Linked DNA regions of Mus musculus: regions 2 and 3 are each linked to region 1. A link is a contact called in public ChIA-PET and Micro-C data. All regions are on one chromosome and are shown on one strand. The core of a region is the stretch at or near the end of the contact, and the rest is flanking DNA. Distances in the headings are between cores, read along the strand shown.

Region 1 (2,661 bases), core at 63-2,562:
TACTAATGTCTTTCTTAAGTGAAAATATTTTTTGTTTATTTAACTACAAAACTAGTCTCAAAAGTGAAAGCAACTGCCCAACAAGCATAAAACAAATTCCACTACATTAAAAAGATTGCTCATTCAGAACTGCACAACTACATTCACACAGTATCACTTCTGTTTTTGTAAGACACCTTGCACCATCCTCATGTCATATTACCCATCCATTATCCATCCCCAACCAGACTCTTTAAATGTTGCCCTTAGCACTTTTCTTTAAGAATTAAGCAATTTCCCAGTCCAAAAAAAAAAAAAAAAAAAATCAAAGAATACTTAATACCCATTACTTCTAAGAGCTAAGTTTGTGTGAGCTGTGGCTAAACAATCAGATGGATCATCCAGGGGACAGCATAAAGGTGAGCTAATGATCAGCCTCAGTAGGTAGCTACGTTGAGTGTTCCGAGCTGTCATCCTGAGATACTCTCTCTCAACTCTGTACTCCCAACTCACTCCACTGTTCACAAAAGATCCCCACCCTTGAGCAAGCACACAGAAATCCACCTTGACTGTTCCTTGTGTACTTTCCAAGAAACCAAATAACGCCTTCTAGTCAGACAGCCTCCATCCACCCCTCATCTAAAATCCACTCCTCGGACACCTTCCGGTTTCTGTGTGTACCTTCTCACACTCCACATGCCCTGTCCCCATTGGTCCAGAGACCTTAACCTTCAAACCCCAAACCAGTTCTCCATCTCTCAGCTGATTTCTCCGCAACGCCATTGATACCTACTTCCCAGAGGCCGATCCCACTCTGGAGCAGGGGCCTCCTCACTGGACGCCCTCTCCAGAGCATCACCCCTTTCCCATCACTTTCTTCCTCTCAATCCCAGGCCGCCACCCTCCTCCGTTAACTCGGGCCCCCACCGTGGCCGCCTCTGCGCGGCCTCCCCCCGCAGACGGAACCCCTGCCTCCCCGGGTTGCAGGCCAGGGGCCTCTAAGCTCCCTCGCCGCGGCCCTGGCAGTCGGGAGGGCGGCGGCCCGGCCACGCCGCGCAGGGACAGTCCCAGCAGAGGAGGCGCCCCCGCCTCCAGGCGGCCGTGGCGGGGCGGGGGCGGGGCGGTTCGCAGGCCCCACCTCAACGCAGCCCGGCCTAGGACTCCCGCAAAACGGCGGCCAAGTGCGGAGGGGCCGCGGCCGAGCCTGCGACAGAGCCCGTGCCGCTCACCTCGACGCGGAAGCTCGGGCCTCGCTCTCCCTTCAGCGATGGCTACGCCGTGGTCGCGCTCTCCTCACTCGCTTTTCACCGCCCCCGACCGGCTGCTGAAGAGCGGACCGACAGCGGTGCGCCCATTGGCTGAGAGCGCTATGGCGTCACGGGTCCCGACCGCGCCTCGGGGTCTGACTGGTTGGCGTGGCGCCTCTTTTCCACGTCTGCTCCTGATTGGCTCTTGCTCACACTCTTCCCGGGAGAACCGCTCACCCTCCACTCTTCTTCAGCCGCCCACCCCAAACCCCCCAGGCAGGACGGCCAATGGGGGAGCGGAGAGAGGCCGGGAAGTGGGCGGCTGGGCGGTGTGGTCGGGGAAAGCGCAGCCAATGGGCGCGCGCCGCACATCCCCGCTCAGCAGCGCCGCCCCCGGCCGCCCGCTTCCCGGAGGGTCGCGCCCTGGGCCACGCCCGACTACCCTGGCGCGGGAGCCCAGCCCACGCAAAAGGTGCGGGACAAGTGGCAGACGTGAGAGCCCGCCCCGCAGCCATCGCGGCGTGCTTGAGTACTGCCAACGTGCACCCTGGCGCTCCCCAGATGGGGCCGGCTACCCTCGGTCTTAACTGAGTGTGAGGATCCTCCCTGATAACTGCCAGCTTGGTTCCTTCGGAATGTGGAGCCAGCACTGTATGGACCTTCTGAAGGGCCCATCGGGAGGACTGGAGCCCGCGTCCATCCTCCCCGAGAGACTGTCCACCTAGTCCTTCCTCCTTCAAGACAATCCCGTGCAAGATGTAGGGACAGTGAGAGAAGTTTCAGCGTTGGAAGGTGGGGCGTGTGCTGAGAGCTAGGGTGCACGGGAACTTGCTGAGTGTCGCGAGCTAGAAGGTAGATACGCGTAGTTAGTATAACAAGTTTTATTTAGTTATGCTTTGGGTCTTCACACAATATAAACACTCTGAATTCCTAACTACGGTCCTAAGCCTATCTCCCGAGGCTGCTTACCTATGCGATGTATCTTGGCTGAAGGTCAGGTCCAGTCTCAAACAGAAATTTCTGATTCCAGGGGCAGGATCCTAGAAAAGATTCTCCAGCCACAGGGCAGATCAAAGTGGCATCTCTCCAGATGTGCAGAGCAGAGCATTGCTCTTAGTCTCTGCTTATATACTGTTCACTGGGCATCGTGGAGTTAGTTCTAGGACTATCTCTTGTTATCTTTGAGTGAGTGGTGTACGGAGTTATGGTTATCAGGTGCAGCCTTGAGTGTAGTGGGGATCCTGACTACACTATTTTTACATGCCTAAAAAACATTTTTCTAAAAAACTATGCTCATTACAATGTATGAGCTGGGAACCTGTTTTTTCTTGATGTGGTGGTGATTACCCGGGTGTATGAAGAAGATTCGTGGGGCTGTGTGCTTCATGCACGGTGCAATCATTTTGGAAAAAACTATTGCATCCTGGTTATAATC
Region 2 (2,661 bases), core at 90-2,589, 600 kb before region 1:
GGAACTGTGGAGGGCAGAGAACAAGTGTTGGGGGTTGCTTTTCTCCCTGCCTGTGGGTCCCAAAGATCAGGTCGGTAGGCTTGCGGGTGCGCCATCCACTGGCTCGGGCCCTTATTTGAGAGCTTATTTGGAAGCTGAGGCACAGAGCTTAAGTTCCCATCGCTATGCCATTAGCAAAGCAGGCAGGATTTGAACCAGTGTACCCTCTGAGAAGACCACAGCCTCCATCTTACGTGGCCTCTATAGAGATATCCCTACCACATCCAAGTCACACACAGTGAGTTTCTATTTATATCTGCAAGCTTGTAAACTCCCCCGAGAACGTTCAAAACCACACAACAGAATGTGTCCTTTTGCCATCTCTGGCTTCTGCATATCATGGTTTTCTTTTCTCTCTTTCATTCTTCCTATCTTTTCAGACTAGGTCTCACTCTTCCAGCCCTGGCCTGGAACTCACTATGTAGGTCAGGCTGGCCTTGAACTCTTTGAGCTTCCAGAATACTGGAACTAAAGGCGTGGGTTACCACACACGGCTCAGCTTGGTTTTCTTTCCCTGGAATACTTTTCTCCCATTCACTCATCTGTTTACAAGATTATTCCTCGGGTCTTTGGGAAAACCTTCTCTGACTAGCCAGCTCTGGGGTAAGTGCACCTTGGACCTCAGTGCTGAGCAGCTGTTGTTCTTACAATTATGTCTCACAAGGTGCCTATTGTCCCGGCTGCCTCCTCCTCTGGACTCTAAGGGCAAGGGCCTGATCATGTTCGTAGAAGCTGTGCTAGCAAGGAACACGCTCCTCCTAAAAAACATGTCACCAACCTGCAAATTTCTCACGACCCTCATACACAATTATCACACATTTTTTCACACATAGACATAGGAACAAAGATGTTACGCCCCAGATCTGTCCACATGCACTGTGGCCCCGTGCAAGCTCAATCACTACCCACTCTCTCACTGTCACTAGACTATCATATGTTCAGGTACCGCTACAGGTCTCATTTTCTTCAATCGCTGCCTTATACTTTTTTTTTTTTTAAACAAATACAGTCACCATCTGCATTCCGAAAACAGGGTATGGAGTTGAGTGAATATGACAACAGTTCTATTTTTCATCCACGCCATCACAGGCTGTTTCTTTCATGAACACGATCCCTGATTTATGCAATCACTGTCACCGCCGTCCATCTTCCCGGTTTCTTCCTTCTCCTCCCGGTGCTCTGAGGGCAGGTCTGCAGGGTCTGCTGCCTAGGGCGCTCCAGAGTCTCCGCCTGGGCGGGCGCGGCCTAGCCCCGCCCCCTCATGCATATGTAGTACCCCAGCCCAGCGGCCCGGCCCCCAGACGGCCATTTGTAGCGGTGCCGAAGGCTGCGTTCGGCTGCGCTGCAGATCCGCGAAGAAGAGCGCGCTCCCTGGCCGCTGCGTCCTCTGCCCTGGAGCCTTCCCGGCTCTCCAGCGTCTCGGGCAACTCCCAGCCGGTCCGAGGGATAGCGCTCCGCGGCCCTCCAGGCCACTCACGGACCCCGCGCGCTCTACCGCCTGTAACCCAGCCGGCCGCACTCGTCCCCGGAGCCGGGCCTAGGGCGCGCGGCGGCCGGGCTGGGCTCGGGGCGTCCCGATGGCCGCGGCCGGCTGGCGCGACGGCTCCGGCCAGGAGAAGTACCGGCTCGTGGTGGTCGGCGGTGGCGGCGTGGGCAAGTCGGCGCTCACCATCCAGTTCATCCAGGTGCCTGGAGACGGCCTGCGGGGTGGCGGCGGCGGCGGGGTGGCGCTACCTGTGGCCGCGGCGACCCCGCCCGGGGCGCGCGGGTGCGGGGCTCCGGCGCGTGCGGTGCGCGCGGGTGCGGTTTGCGCGGGGCCAGGGCGCGCGGCTGCGAGGGCAGGAACAGTGAGGAGTCGGCGCTGCGCTCCTGCCCTGCGGCCACGGCGCCGCGCTACTGCCCGCCAGGCGCCCGGCGCGGCGTCCGGGGAGTCGGGCTTCTCAGGAATGTGGCCCGGAGGGCGGAGCTGGCCGGGTGGGAAGCGCAGTTCCACCTTATCACTGCGGTCAGGGCGGGAGCCCGCGGGTTGCAGCCGCGCCGCGGTGCCGGGCTTCCTGCCCTGAGGGCCGGAGTGGGGACCCCGCGCCTGCCTCGGTGGCAGCGCTGGCCCGGGCTACTTGGCGGCGGCTTCGCGCCGCCGGCTCCCAATAGTGTTTTCTCTTTGTGTGTGTTTGAGCTTCTCTTACAAGTAGTCTGTTTGGTGGTACGTCCGGGTGGGAGTGTTTGATCGTGCCCTAGGGAAATAATGGCTTCGAGGAAGTTAAAAATGTGCTTTGATAGGGGCGAGACCATTTCCTTGGAATTCCCGGTGCCTGCCTGCTTCGCGCTTAGGTGAAGTTTGGGGTGAGCCCCGCTAGGAGGGGACGAGTATGAGTTGTGTGTTGCACCCTTCTCCCCCCCCCCCCCTATTTTCTGTTTGCTGGAGGAGGAAAGTCGGGTTGTGGCAAAGAAAAGGAAGGTGAAATTTGTCTTTAGATTTTATTCTAGGTTAAGACGCCCGAGTGATTTTCCTTTCTCTTCTTTTTGATTTTTAAAAGCAAATGCAGATCTCCTTGCTTTTGTCACCCTGAAAGGCGTGGCATATGTTGGGAAGAGAGCGCAGGTACCCTGCTAAGTAACAAA
Region 3 (2,661 bases), core at 101-2,600, 560 kb before region 1:
ACCCCTAGGGGTAGTTGTGAGTCACCAGAGTGACTGAGGATCAAAATCAGACCCGCTGGAAGCTATGGAGTTTTACCACTGAGTCATCTTGGCTCTGACCCTTGGGTTGCCTTTGAAGTTCTCTTTATGTAGGCCAAATGGTGGGACCTCTAGCAGTCCTCTGAGAGCTTGGCCTTGTGGGTGCACACGCTGATCAGGCTGGGAATCTGCAGATCCATAGTGCAAGAGGGTGGAGTGGAGGGAACGGAAGAAGCTGCAAGGTGAGCTGCCTGGATGTCCTGACTGCTGGGTGGAGCCCACACAAAGCCACCTATACAGGGACGCCACGCACTGATGGCTAACTGACAGATGACGACTTGCACCAGGAGGGACCCATGAAAGCCTCTTTGATTCAGGGTTGAGAGTTGTAAGTAGGTTTCTCTAGAGCCTGAGAATTTTATGTCACACACCCCATTCTAGGGACTCTCCCAGGAAACCCACAGGCATTCATGAGAAAGAACATCAAAGTTGATTGGTGTGGTCTTTGACTCTATGCTCTCCTTCAGTTCCTACCCAGGAGCCAGAGATAATGTTGGTGTGGAGCAGGAGAGATGCATAATAAAGGACAGTGCTGCCTTGGCCACCCGTGTTTTACTGAGGCGGGGCTGGGTGGGGGGTTGCCAGGTGAGTGCCGGCAAATATGATCGAGACACCGGAAGAGGTGCATTGAATGTTGAAATTAGAAAGTTCCTGAAAACCACTTGAAGAAGATACTAGTTACAGAGTGAAGACAATGTGTGCTCTCTTGGATTCTGTTCAGGAGCAAGGAGCAACTTGTAGAAGGGCCTAGGGAGAAGTTTACATGTAAAGCCCAGCGGGGTTATTTATTTATACATGTCCCACGTGCACATTTGTGAAAAGGGGAAGTGAGGTAACAAGAGAGACACTGAGTTTTACTCAGTCTACCTCATGGCTCTGAAAACGGGTAAACAGGTAGGTGTTAATTACATGCTAATTATATATATACACATATATATATACACATACATACATACATACATACACACACACACACACACACACACACACATATAATCAGATATGCCCCATTACTCTCCTTCTACTGACTCTATTTCTCTTCCTACCTAGTCCCTCTTTATTTGCCTGTAGATTTTATTTTTATGACTCAGTGAGTTTCATTAGGTTGTTTACAGGATCCTAGGTGAGAAAGTAAGATTTTTTTTTTTTGAAGGTTAAGAGCCTTCTTTGTGGGCATGGCTGGAACCTTGCACCTTGTGCACTCTAGGCAAGCGCTTTACCACAGAGCTGCCCCGTCAGCCCCAGGGGAAGAGGCTGGCATGGGAACATGTGATCATTTTCCCGTGAGAGTGTGGGGTATATGCACTGTAATTTAATAGGCCTACTGTGTGTCATGTGTTGTGCTCTGTACACGTGCCCCCCCCTCCCCCCAAGGCAGTGAGGTTTTTTGTTTGTTTTTTTTCTGTCTCATAGGCAAGGAAGCTGAGGTTCAGACGCACACGAGCTGTGTGGTTTCCTACATGGAGGACAAACAGAGCTAATTTACCCTCAGTCTCTTTCTGCTTCTCTCCGCTGCCTACACACACACACACACACACACACACACACACACACACACACACGGGACAGAGGTGGGGAAACTCAGCCAGCGTGTCCCACACTGGGTGGGGAGAATAGAGGACATGGTGGTCACTCGAGACTGGCAGCCTGATTCCCAGGGGCAACGGTGTGGACTTCTGTTCCTTGGAAGAGGGAATGGGTCCTTGCACCTCTTATCTAGGAGGTTATCTTCCTTCTTGCCACATTTAAAGTAGACTTTGGGTTATGCCTACCTTATCCTTTTTAAAAGCAAGATTTATTTATGTATTTTCCGGGCCTGAACGCTTTGCTATCCGTGTGTATGGGCGCTGCATTTGTCCCTGGTGCTTCAGGAGGACAGACTTTTGATCCCTTGGAACAAGAGTTACAGATGGTTGTGAGCCACCACCACGTGGGTGCTGCAAACTGAACGCTGGTCCTCTGCAAGAGTAGCAAGTGCTCTTACCTGCTCAGCCACCTCTTCCGCCCTTGCAGAGTTATTCAGTTCGCCTAAGGGCTCAGGCATCTGTCCAGCGTGGCTTCTGGACTTGACTTTCAATCCCCTGACTGCATAATCATGCATCGTCTCGCCTTGCTGCCTGCAGCCAGCCTTTATAAATCCTCTAATCAAGAAACCAAGCAGCTACCAAATCTCAGGTTCTGCTCTATTTTGTCATAGGGAAATGTAAAACTTGTTCTGTGGGTAAAAGTGTCTGTAGGGCCATGCTGAATTTCAGTGTTCAGGGTAGGCTCTTAAGGACTTTGCATCTAGACTGTTTCAGAATCCCCTCCCAAGAGAACTGGGCAGGACCTCAAGAAGATGACAGGGGTGTGGGTTTATAAATCTTGCCTTTTCTCATATTTTTGGAAATATTCTTCCTTATTTTATAGGCCAATAGAAAATTTGGTATTCAGTGAATTTTTATTAAATAATAATTCTTAGGCTCTGATGACCTTATTAGCATTGGGTCTGAATTTAAACCGTAGTCTTCCTGCTTGTTTATTGAGTGGCCTTGAAGAAGTAGTGCAGTTCTCTGATGTAAAAATGTTTGTAAAAGGGGGGAA

Evidence for each region. Hi-C and Micro-C count contacts between places; a contact is called where the count stands out from the background. ChIA-PET counts read pairs in DNA pulled down with a chosen protein or histone mark.
Region 2: a contact with region 1 is called in a Micro-C map of embryonic stem cells, with 5 times the contacts expected there. The contact joins the promoter of Rras2 here to the promoter of Far1 in region 1. A contact is called at or near these places in 5 of 39 promoter capture datasets (the 3T3-L1 cell line, the C10 cell line, cranial neural crest and 2 more), 1 of 15 datasets of contacts at CTCF or cohesin (the NIH/3T3 cell line), 2 of 484 Hi-C or Micro-C datasets (both in embryonic stem cells), 4 of 115 datasets of contacts at active chromatin or transcription factors (astrocytes, bone marrow-derived macrophages, microglia and 1 more) and 1 of 9 other capture datasets (adipose tissue).
Region 3: a contact with region 1 is called in an RNA polymerase II ChIA-PET map of memory CD8 T cells, with 12 read pairs. The contact joins the enhancer-like site here to the promoter of Far1 in region 1. A contact is called at or near these places in 11 of 115 datasets of contacts at active chromatin or transcription factors (the 230-238 cell line, astrocytes, bone marrow-derived macrophages and 6 more) and 2 of 9 other capture datasets (embryonic stem cells and liver).

The regions. Positions count from the first base shown.
Region 1 is chr7:113,512,485-113,515,145 of GRCm38.p6, reverse strand. It overlaps Far1 (fatty acyl CoA reductase 1), which reads right to left and starts at 1,312. Exons shown (of 13, transcript NM_027379.4): 1 at 1,209-1,312.
Region 2 is chr7:114,116,459-114,119,119 of GRCm38.p6, reverse strand. It overlaps Rras2 (related RAS viral (r-ras) oncogene 2), which reads left to right and starts at 1,339. Exons shown (of 6, transcript NM_025846.2): 1 at 1,339-1,724. The coding sequence starts at 1,617.
Region 3 is chr7:114,068,075-114,070,735 of GRCm38.p6, reverse strand. The region is part of intron 1 of Rras2 (related RAS viral (r-ras) oncogene 2); the gene reads left to right. Among named protein-coding and RNA genes, the nearest start is that of Gm51454, 33 kb to the right of the region's middle. Within about 2 kb of position 1,350, at least 89 of the 459 cell types and tissues checked have an H3K27ac peak or open chromatin away from gene starts, as enhancers often do. A contact at or near this core is called in the 230-238 cell line, memory CD8 T cells and pancreatic cancer cells, where this site is marked.